Regions from separate parts of the Zea mays genome. Here region 1 is linked to region 2. Evidence: chromatin contacts called from public Hi-C data. All regions are on one chromosome and are shown on one strand. The core of a region is the stretch at or near the end of the contact, and the rest is flanking DNA. Distances in the headings are between cores, read along the strand shown. Region 1 holds the start of LOC100283905 (protein AATF). Region 2 holds the start of LOC100191294 (putative peptidase M48 family protein).

Region 1 (5,756 bases), core at 3,010-5,509, 470 kb after region 2:
AGCCAGGTGCACAAATGACTGGTGGTCCTTAGTGATAGATGCGTCGAAAATACCTTTCCAAATACTCTAACAGCAGAGTTGGTCAAGTACATCCTGTTAATCATCCGGCTTGGATCTCTCATGTAACCAGCAACTTGATCACTAATGTTCTGTTCTCATACAATGGGAAGAGTTGAGCTTTATATATTGACTTGTTAAACAGAAACAAATTACACAAAGTAGTTAAATAAGTATTCAGGCAACCTGATTAAATGCATGTAGCTTTCCTTTAAGTGCAGCAGCACCCGTTGTCACCTGTATTTTCCTGTGCCATTTATCTATCTCGGTATTTCTGAATGTTGTTATCCTGTAAACAAATAATTTACCACACTCAGCTTATTTTTGTATGAGTACATAAAACCAAATACCAACACCAAGCAGCATATGTGCACTGTGCACATGTAAGATGAAAGCTCTAGAGGGTCCATAATATAAGTGAATTGTTCATCCCTCCTATCAGCTTAAGCTTTTGGGTTGAATTGATTGGTGCATGCAACTTAATATGGTATCAAAACTAGAGATCTCGAGTTCGAATCCTGATTAGCGCAATTAAATAAAATAATTGTTATTTGCTCCTATTCCAGGTCTGAGACTCGACGTGAGGGGGAGTGTTAGAATATAATATAAGTGAATTGTCCACCCCTCCTATCAGCTTAAGTTTTTGGGTTGGATTAGTTAATGCATGCAACTTAATACATATAACTCTCAGAATGTTATGGTGATGTGCCCTTAGATCTAATTGTAGTTTTTTCTTCACTTTTGCTACATCATATATTTGCAAATAATTGAATCCAATGTTGCGGAACCAGCTTTCTAGAGGGATGTTAGCAGTAGCACAATACAAAATTCACATATAGTAACATGTCACCATAACAAAATTCACATATAATTTTAGAGACTGTATGAAGTCAAGACACTTAATCCATGTACCTTAATAAAACATGTCGCATTACCCTATTAGCATACCTTATGTGAATAACTAGCCTTCTTCCCATCAACTTCAAACATAAGCAGTTACTACCCGTGCTTTGCTACGGTTGTTATATAATCTCTCCGTCCCATAATATAAGGTGTAACTACTTTTTGTTCTTGTTCCACAATATAAGGTGTGGCGTCCCATAATATAAGGTGTAACTACTTTGTTCTTGTTCCACAATATAAGGTGTGCTCTCTCTATACATACGTACATCGATACAGTGGTATAGAGAGAATTAAATATATTTTTTGGTCTTTGAACCAAAGATGGTTACGCCTTATATACTGGGACGGAGGGAGTATCATATAAATAGGTATTGAGATATTTATTCAAATATAATTATTATTTATTTCATTAAGGTACATGTGATCTAATGGTTAGCCTCAAATTTTTGAAGCAGAGGGGTGCGGTTTCGAGTGCTCGCTATGCACTATTTTTTGCGCGGTGTGGTGGGTGGCCCCAAAGTGTCAGCGCGGAGGGTGAAGCCATGGTATCACTATGTGCCGACATTAGGTTTATAATAGAGTAGTATAGAAGTGAGAATTAAAAAATATATATATTTCATCAACTATTATCCTTTACACCCAAGTTACTTTGTATTCTAGTTTTCAAGCAAGACCTTTTCTACATGCCTTTTCTGCTACAAGGCTTGGCAAAAGAAAGGCATATCAACAAGTATTCCTTGGATGCAACCTACTGATCCAATTGAATAACCTTGGATGCAACCTACTGATCCAATTGAATAACTTATTGGGCAGAGAGCAGCAGTTAGCTTGTTACACAGCTAATACCTTCATATGAAACTGGATTTGTGGCAACTGTCATCGCAATTTGATGGCTCATATAATGACCTACAGGCTACAAGCAGGATGGTAACACAATATATCGCCAAATTATAGAGGTATTTAACAAAATTAAAATACAAGTTTCATTTTTTTTCTTATTTGCATGGGTGTTTTTAGTACCTTAGCTGCCACGTTTACTACATTGTGGCTATCTCAGAGTGGTTTCTGTATTAAAAAACGAACTCTATTAGGAAGCTAGAGCAAACTTCAGTTACGCATAAAAGAAATGCAATTGCCGAGACGTGATAAGCATTTCAAGTACTCATACTCAGGTGATTATCACAAGTAGACAAGTAGTTACTTGAAATCATAGGGATGTAAGCAGCTGAAAATAAACAAATGCTTAGTGTCCTGTAGTGTTTTTCAAGCGCTAGCCAACTTCTAAGTTATACTGATTAGACCGTTGAGGTCCAAATGTTGATGAGAACCCCGTTCCCCAGTCACCAGTCCATTTTTTTTTTCAAGCACTAATGGTTGGTTAGTTATTTCTGTTGCAAAATTTACCTTGCCTGCAATCTCTGTACTTCTGACCACTCGTCATTGTCTCCATTTGAGGCAGAAGGAATTTCTGGGGTCAAGTAAAGAGTTGTGTTATGAACATATAGATGGGATGTCATAGTTTTTACAGTAGAACAAGAACAGTATAGAGAGCAGCAATACCATTGGCATCCTTTGTAGCCTGATTACTCTCAAGCAAAGCCTATAGGTAGTTTAAGAGGTTGAGTACAATGAGAAACATTTCAATTATTATTTGCAAAAGAAACATTTTGATCATATTGAGGAAAATCATAGGAGTGAAAGGAAAACAATGTGTGCAACTAACTGAACCTCCTGCAGCTCCATCATGCTGCTCAAAGTATGTTTCGTCGAATTCAAAAGATCATCATATGCTTGCTCTATCTGCTTATCATGATTGCAAAACCTTGTTCTGATGGATTCCTGCAACAGCACAGTAGAAAACAAAATGGAGTTTAGAATTCAACTTAGCCACAATCCTGCATGAAAAGGGGGGACAATTAAAAAGAACCTAGGGAGATGCTTGCTACAACCTGGGGTAACTTGTTGGAAGTAGAAAACGCCTTCTGCAGCAAGAATCTCATTTCCATGGTCTTGTCCCATATCGCCTTGAAGGAGCATAAATCAAACAAAGGTAAGAATTTTGACAAGATTATATATATGTAGCACATGTTAATACCAAGATGCAAAGAAGGTGGGTCAGCACCTTCTGGTTTTTGACTGCTTGACCTCTCAAGGCATCCTCCTCTCTGTGTTCGTTCATCATCTTTCAAACTATATCTATACAAGGCTTCAGTTGAAGAATCCCCAAATTTGGCTCTGCCCTTAGCTAGTTTGATCTCCACAGTACAACAAACTGAATGGAAGAAAACAAACCTTACCTGTTGCAAAACAAAACAAAACAAAACAGTAAAATCACTTGACTTCAGAGTTGAAACAAAACCGGTATTCACATGTGTAGCACTGATGCATATACAAATACCTTTATCAGAAACATGAAGATACGTGAATACATTATTTTCTTAATAAAAGTCACGATAGAATACATGCAAGTTTTTTTAGAAATAAATAAATGATGAAGCATACTACAATTCTAAAAGTAGCAGTGCAGCAGGAACATTCAAATTGCCCTACATTCTTGATACTGTGCTGCTTTGCTCTTATTTCCAATAAACCAAACACTCAAAATCAGGTCACGTGACCAGATGATTTGACTATGGGTGAGGGGACAAGACAGGACTACGAGAGAAGGAATTGAGAAGCAACTCGTCGCTGACTTGCAGATGGCTCACCGTGGATTTACTATGGGCAGGCAGTGGCAGACACAGAAATGAGGCAAGGGGGTAAAATCAAAAAATTATAATTATAAGGCTAGAAATCTTACTACAGTCAAACCAAAATACATAATCCTAAAATAAAGAGCACAAATAATGACATCGATTGAAAATACTTAAACAACATGGTGGTAGAAAAATACCGTACGGTGCCGTTTTTTAGAAAGTAACAGTTGGCACTCATCAATCAAAATAGGATGCGTTGATGCAACGATAATAATCAATAATCAGTAAATATTACTCGCTGTCTGGCTCACTGTGCAGTGCAGCACAGGGGCCGAACGTGCAAGGGCAGAAGCAGGGGCACTGCGGCCGCTTGGGAGCTGGGCGCCTGCTGGACAATAGACGCTGGCGAGTAGGTAGCTAGCCGAGGAAGCGAGGTCGGCCAGACCGCCTGACGGGTTCGAGAGGTAGGGGCGCCGCCACGGAAGACGCAGGCAGGCGCAGGCGCGGCCGTCGCTACTCGCTCGAGACTCGGGATTAGGTGGACGGCCGGGTGGGGGCTGGGCCGAAGGAGAGGAAACCGTGGGTGAATTCTCCGCGGGGGAATACCTCCTCATCCTCTCTCCGCGACGAAAAAAATTACTTGTAGAGATCTCCGCAAACATTTACATAACATTTCTTCTCCATCCCATTCCTACAAAGATAAATCCATCTCTATCCGCGAGGGAATACCTCCTTATCCTCTCTCCGCGACGAAAAAATTTACTTGTAGAGATCTCCGCAAACACTTACATAACATTTCTTCTCCATCCCATTCCTACAAAGATAAATCCATCTCTATCCCTATTTAAATTATAATTAAGACATACATTCTTTGTTAGTAATATTAAACATTATCACGTATACACATTGTTTAATGTAAAAAATCATATATATACATCAAAATGAACATATTTATATAATTAGTGTTCTCTTTACAAGGTAATTATTTATTTTTGTTGTTAACTAGTACACAAAAACATAGTCGCGTGTAAGTTTAACGGGTCCGCAGGGAACAGGAATGGGAAATGCTTCCCGTCTCAATCCCTGTTTACCCATCGAGGGATAAAATTTCACGTTTATATCCTCGCGAGAAAGTTTCTTCCCCATCGGACAATGTTGCCAACAGACATAGCCTTTGAGGCACCCAGATTAACCTTTCAAAAGCATCACATAGGCAGAAGCAACCCGGCTTGAGAAGATTAATGTACTAGAAGAGAAACGTTTAAATGTTGTTGTTGGTCACTTGTTCTCAAATGTTGTAAATCGAGAACAAGGCAACACAATTATTAAGTATTAAGGACCTTCGTCTTCCGAAGCATTATCTCCTCGCGAGTATAATGATCATCAGATAAAGGTCGTGAAGAACATGTCTTTATCATATTATAGATAAATAAAAATAGATAAGGATAAATATAATGAATATAACTCATTGATTCCCTCATATTTACAATCCATAAAATATGTATGAGTATCAACAGAATTTGTATTACATTGATACATTCGGCTTGCTCGAAGGTGTTGATGCGAGAAAGATTACAAAACCAGTGTGAACAGTACAGTGCTACTGTTCATCTATTTATAGACACAGGACGTAGCCTAGGTAAAAGTATATTTATGTTCCTGACATTTACTTGTGATCGTAACATAAATCATTAAGGACTAAGTAGTATTTTTTCCCTTTCGGCCAGCATCGTCATCAGTCTTCATCACCATTATAAGTCGAAGTTGTTACTCTGTCAATAGCTTCGACATTTATTCTTATCATCTTTAGATCATATCTTCATCTCGTATGCCTTCATCGTGGGGGAAAGACTTCCATCCTGAAGACGAAGCTCCCTGTAATAGCTTATGCAAAAAGCAAATGGTTAATTATGTTTTTGAGGACCTTCGGAAGAGGAAGGCCCCCAACAGTTGTCATTCAGTCAGCCCGATATCAGCAAATCTTGAGACGCTACCATGCAAAGTAAGAGCACCTAGAGGGGTGAATAGGTGATCCTGCAAAAATTAACTCTAAATAACACAAACTTGGTTTATAGTGAGTATTAGTGAAAGCTAAAACCT
Region 2 (6,229 bases), core at 391-2,890:
TATATGTTAAAACTACAAGCTGCAGCTCCAATTCTTCAAAATTGGAGAACAGCTGCTCTTTCTATGAACTAAAGATTGTTACTAGGAAGATGAATTGAAAACTACACAAACCTCTACTTTTTCTTGGAGTCATATATAATTTGTGGCCAGACCATGCAAAAAATCCACTTCCAGAGCAAAAGCAAAGACAAAAATAGCGCTATTTATACTGCTAGATCTTATGTTCAATACAAATCAATCTTGTATTTTAAAACTGAGGTAGTTTCAGATTTAAGGTAGTAAAGGTACCTTCGGATCTTGCACCACAAGAAGAGCTGCCCTGTCACAAGTCAGCTCTGCAGCTCGTAGCCATCTGTATAGCTGCTCTTCCAGGAAGCCAGCAACCATGCCAAAACCTGAAGAAAGTGCATGTACTTACCATGAGATGTAGTCCAAATAAAGTGTATTTAGGTACATAGCCGACCCTTCTAATGAGATTTTAAGTAGTCAGATGGTCTACCAGGGACAGTGTATGCTCCCATTGTGAGTATATTGGCAAAAGTGAGCCAAACACCATGATCGCACTTGAGGTGACCCAGCTCATGAGCCAAAACAGCCTAATTGAAACAAATCCAATATGATGAGTAATCAATGCATTCAGACAGTAGGTAAGCAAATAATAATTCTTGTTTTGATTGTTCATCTAGGCAATACCAGCCGATGAGTTCGTTTAGAGTAAACAACAGTACCTGCAATTCCCTTGGAGTAAGCAGCTCCACAAGGCTTGTGTGAACGACAATGAATGGTTTTTTGCCGTTGATTGCTAAGGTGTAGGCATTTGGAACAGGATTCTGCCTTATGTACAAGTCAGGAGCTTCGGTGTTCAAGAGCTTCGCAGCCTCAACCAGCAGTTGGTGGAGATCTGGAAGCTGAAGAGCGAAAACAAACGATTAGCTCTCTGAATTACGGTAACTTGTAGGCTGTGGTGATAGAGAAAACAAACAAACTACAAGGTCCGGAAACAACATAAGTTCTGGCAGATCGGACCTGGTTCGGGGAGACGAGAACTGATGTTCCAATGTTCTGGAGTACCATAACTTGCTCCGAGACGGGTCCTGCAGTAGCAAAAGATGGCAGGAATGAATCGTTGAGGATACTACGTTGAGATGGACTGGCAACGCTGAGGAACTATGTGAGTGGGCGACCTAGCAAAGCTTTGCCCACGTCGTTGAGCCCGGGAATTGCTCTCAGCAGCAGAGTGTTCTGTGAAACAAGAAGAAAAGCGGTTCTCTTTCAGAAGACAGGAATTTTATCTATCATCCGCAAGCGCAGTCGAACATTATACGTGGACAGAAAGAAAAAGAGTGTGTTAAATCGAAGAAAGCTAGCCTGCTTGTCCAGCGGGTGGCGGAAGTCGTCGGCGTCGAGGCCCCGAGCAGCCGCAGAGGAGGTGCGGGTGGAGGCAGCTGCAACGGGAACGAACCGCCTGCGGCACGGGCGCCTGGAGGAGGTCGACGCGGAGGAGGGCTTTTGGGCCCAGTAGCAGCGGAAGGCAACGGGCAGGGGAGGGAGGGTGGGGCCGGAGATGAGCCCCGGAGCACAAGCCGGCGAAGCCGCCATGCCCCACGAACCGAGAGCAAGGCGAGGCAAGCAGCGCGGCCGCTGCCACAGGTGTTTTGTCCAGCCAAGGAACGAGACCAAGAAGAAAGCCCCGAAGGCGGAGACGTACGGATGGCCGAGGAATTGAGGGAGGTCAGCTGGTAACTGCGGTTATTTTACTGCTCTGCGTAGTTTTCACGGCAAAAAAGAGATTACCATATATGTATGTATGTATATATATAAAATAATAACAACAATAATAAGTGCTAGCGTAGCGTAGGCGAGCACGGTATCGCGTCCACTACGTTTTTCCGATTTCTGCTAGGCTGCTGGCCCTCGTTCCTCACAATCATCAGTAAAGGAAAAGAAAAATCCGAGTCCACAGCGAAAGGAGTCGCAACTTGCAACGCTGTAAAATCTTGAGAGTTGTGACTGACGTGTTCCATCTCAGACCGCTTGGTTAGCTTTGCCGCAGCCTCAACCTCAAGTTCTCGACCCCAACAGGCTGCGGCTGTGCGGCCGTTCAGACCTTGCCTAACCAGATCGCTACAGTACACATTTTTAAATCACTACCAGTGCCTCCAAAGAAGCAAAGATATTTTTCTCCAGGCCTTTCCTTTTTTAAAATTTCCGATGAAAGCACCATAATACACTGATGGAGGTACCATGATTCACCTGTCCATGGAATATCTGCTAAACTAAGCGCTAGTTTAGCAACTCTATTTTCCCGATAGATTCCCATTTTTCCAATAGATTCCCAATAGAAATTAGTTTATTTTCCCTTGGAAAATCCCTTTAGAAAATAGAGTTCTCAAACTAGTCCTTAGAAAAATGAAAATCTCTTGGAAAAAGGTTGCCAAACTAACCCTAAACATCCCACTTTTTAGGCCAGTAAAACTAAAGTCAGAAAAAAATGTTTTATCAAAGAAGCTACTGCTAGAGCTGTTTTGACTGAAACTAGAGCTCTACCAAACAAACCTTCAGGCAATAACACTGGTACTAGTATGCCTTGGGGGAGGAATGCTCAGAAATAAATGCAGGTACTCTATTGTGTGACCATATTTGTTTTGATTTTTTTTCTTTTATTGGCATTTCTCTTCTAACAAAGACTAGCAAACACAACATAAACTGTCATGCTACCAGGAGAAGTGTACATAAAACCTCCCTCATCATCGCATCCTTCGCAAGAGAGAAACAATCGCAGCTGAAAGTGCATCCTCAAGACTGAAGGCAGTAGGCACTAACCTGTCAGGCCTCCAGGCTGAATGATAACAACCCTTTGATAGCATATAGTCATTTTTACTCCTCCGCCTTGAATACGTCAATCACAACTAGGCCAAGTACTACGGTTATGAGTCAAGTTTCAACAGCAAATGATTCGGGGCTTGTCTTCAATTCTGTGCAAACCATAAACGTCTTCAGTGACATTAAAAAAAAAAGAAGGTATCCAGATTTTGAACAATGACAACTATAAATGCATAGAAATCTATATAACCATGATTTTAAGAATCTGCGCAATGCGACTTTTGGCTGTTCGTCAAACTCAGCAGGAACTAAAGTTAAATCACTAGGGATATCAATGTGACCAGAGATTTGTTTTTTCTTCTTTTGACAGAAACATGACAATAGAAATTTACAAATGCAGGAAATTTCAGGTTCAACAAATATTATGTATGGTTAAATTTGGGAAACTACAATGGGAACAATTTCACACCTTAAATACATGAAGCCTTGTTTTTTTTTGTTTTTTTTTAAGAAACCGCAGGAGAACTGCGCATCTTATATATTAGAGAGGAAAAAAAAAAACATTACAATAGAGGAGAAGTTGCAGAGCAACTCTCCCAAAAACCCAAATAAACCCTAAGGTGATTACAGATTGTTGCTGAAACTTGACCCGACCACGCCCAGGGCAGCAACTGAGCCCAAGCTCCCAAACTCCTTAGCTCCTGCCATTACCCAGCAAACGTACTCATCCGAGAAACACCGGAAAATCCTGGGTAATGAGGGTGACTCCCCATGAAAAACTGCTCTGTTTCTCTGAAGCCATAGACACCAAGCCCCCAGGATGATCAGAGAGTTAAGCCCCTTTTTTCTGGTCTTGACAACCTTATGGCTTGCCTTTCCCCACCAGTCTGCAAAATTCTCTTCATCAGCTGTTGGAGTGAGGTGCCCCAAGCCAATAGCAGCAAGAATTGTGTGCCAAAATTGCCGTGCAAAAATGCACGCAGTAAGGAGGTGCTGAATTGTCTCTTGGGCCTGATCACACATGGGGCAAACATCTGGGTGTGGCATTCCCCTCAACTGTAATCTGTCGGCTGTCCAACATTTGTTCCTTATTGCCAACCAAAGGAAGAATTTGCATTTAGGAGGAGCCCAGGTCTTCCATAATCTCTTCCAAGGCTCAAAAACAGTAGAACCAAAGAGAAGGACTTTGTAGCAGGATTTAGAAGAGAACAGCCCTGATGCCTCGTGCCTCCAAACATGGGCGGTCTTCCTCCTGAGAAAGCTGCACTTCCCCTAAAGTATCCCATAAGAGAAGAAATTGTTGAATTCCAATCAAGGAAAGGGGGGTTTTGATATGAGCTATCCATTGCCTGTTCACAAGAGCCTGACTCACTGTCAATGAGGTAAGAGCTCGTTTAGACACCTTGGACGCCACTTCTGGAGCAAGGTCTCTGATGGAGCATCCATTAAGCCACTTATCTGTCCAGAATAAGGTATTAGAGCCATTTCCCACATGGGAAATCAGGGATGCTGCAAATAGATCTTTAACAGGTTGCTGAATGGGAATAGTCAAGCCATGCCAAGGTCTGCTCTGATCTGTTTTTTGAAGCCACAACCATTTGGTTTGGAGAGCCCAACACATGTGTTGTAAATTAGGAATCCCAAGCCCACCATACTTCAAAGGTCTTGTGACTGAATCCCAGGCCACAAGGCAGCTGTCGCCATTAACCTCTTTTCTCCCTCTCCACACAAATCCTTTTCTGATTTTATCAATTTTGTTAATCACCCACTTAGGGACATTCATAGCAAGGAAAAGGTAAACTGGGATGGCTGAAAGTACAAAGCGCACAAGGGCTGTCCTTCCAGCAAAGTTGAGGAGCCTAGCTTTCCAGTTTGGTAGCCTATCTGCAATCTTGTCAACCCAGTTCATCAAAATATTCCTGCTAAGCTTCTTATCTGAGATAGGCAGCCCCAAGTAAGTGCAAGGGAAGGAAGAAGGGGTGCATTGCAGAATGTTACACCCTTCATGCAGCAATTCCACTTCACATCTTATTGGGATGGCACAACTCTTGTGCAAATTAGCTACAAGGCCAGAAGCTTCACCAAAACAGTCAAGAATGAGTTTGACACAGTTTAGATCTTCCTCCCTGGGCTTGACAAACAGCACTACATCATCTGCATAAAGAGATAATCTAGACTTCACAATGGCACTGTCCAGACTGGCCAATAATTCTTTTTCTTCTGCCACTTTGAAAAGGCTGCTGAGGACATCCATCACCAGGACAAAGAGCATTGGGGAGAGGGGGTCCCCTTGCCTCAAGCCTCTGCGATGCCTGATCTGTTCCCCTGGAAACCCATTTAATAAAATTTGAGTTGATGAAGTGGCCAGAAGGTTGGAGACAAGATTCCTCCACTTAATACCAAAGCCAAGGTGGGTCAACACCTCAAGAAGGAAAGCCCAGGAAACAGAATCAAATGCCTTTGTTAAATCTAATTTCAGAAAAAGGCTGGCCACTTTTTTCCTGTGTAGGGATTTAATTGAGTGCTGAACCAACATATAATTGTCATGAATGGATCTGCCTCTAACAAAAGCACTCTGATTAGTCTCTACCATCTTGTTGAGAAGAGGAGCAAGCCTGTTAGCAAGGATCTTCGTGGAGAGTTTTGCAAAGCTGTGGATGAGGCTGATGGGCCTGTAATCACCAGCAGACATGGCTCCTGTCTTCTTAGGGATCAAAGTAATATATGCTGTGTTTAGAGGCCCCAAATTCTGAGAATTCCCAAGGTGAAGGGCAGCAAGGGCGGCCATCAAATCTGCCTTAAGTATAGGCCAACAAGTTTTATAGAATTTCCCTGTGTATCCATCTGGCCCAGGCGCTTTATCTGAAGGAAGACTGGCAATGGCATCCCAAACTTCTTCTTCTGTAAAGGGAAGCTCAAGAGCAGATAAATCAATTGGAGCTCTGTGACACTCTTCTAATCTCAAAGTTAACCTCCTCTAGGGGGCATACCCCAACAAATTAGAGTAGAAATTATGCAGCACCTCTTGTTTTTGCTCATGAGATGTGACCACTCTTTCCTCATCCAGTAAGCTGAAGATATGATTTCTCTTCTTGCGGAAGCAGGCCTGCAAATGAAAGAAAGAGGTGTTGGCATCTCCCTCTTTTAGATACTAAACTCTAGATCTGAGTCTTGCAACCGTTCTTTCCAGGGAAGCAAGGACCAGGCACTGATGCTTGAGCTTTCTTAACAGCCATAATTCATCTGGAGATAATACCCTGCTGTCTTGAGCCATTTCCAGTCTGTGTAAAATCTCCCTTGCTAAGCCCAGTTGGTATTTAAAGTTGCCCACTGTTTTGTGCCCCCAAGACCGCAGTGCTCTTGTTAGCCTCTTGAGCTTTAGAGAGATCCTCTCCAGATGCCCGCA

Evidence for each region. A called contact is a pair of places that touch in the nucleus more often than the background predicts.
Region 1: a contact with region 2 is called in a Hi-C map of root tip, with 4 times the contacts expected there. The contact joins the promoter of LOC100283905 here to the promoter of LOC100191294 in region 2. A contact is called at or near these places in 7 of 25 Hi-C or Micro-C datasets (ear, endosperm, leaf and 2 more) and 1 of 3 datasets of contacts at active chromatin or transcription factors (leaf).

What each region holds. Positions count from the first base shown.
Region 1 is chr3:33,643,991-33,649,746 of Zm-B73-REFERENCE-NAM-5.0, forward strand. It overlaps LOC100283905 (protein AATF), which reads right to left and starts at 4,260. Exons shown (of 12, transcript NM_001156803.2): 1 at 3,952-4,260; 2 at 3,083-3,257; 3 at 2,910-2,984; 4 at 2,689-2,799; 5 at 2,521-2,560; 6 at 2,365-2,428; 7 at 244-346; 8 at 54-149. The coding sequence starts at 3,142.
Region 2 is chr3:33,178,869-33,185,097 of Zm-B73-REFERENCE-NAM-5.0, forward strand. LOC100191294 (putative peptidase M48 family protein) reads right to left here and starts at 1,641. Exons shown (of 9, transcript NM_001367163.1): 1 at 1,369-1,641; 2 at 1,185-1,242; 3 at 1,027-1,094; 4 at 729-908; 5 at 500-596; 6 at 289-395. The coding sequence starts at 1,599.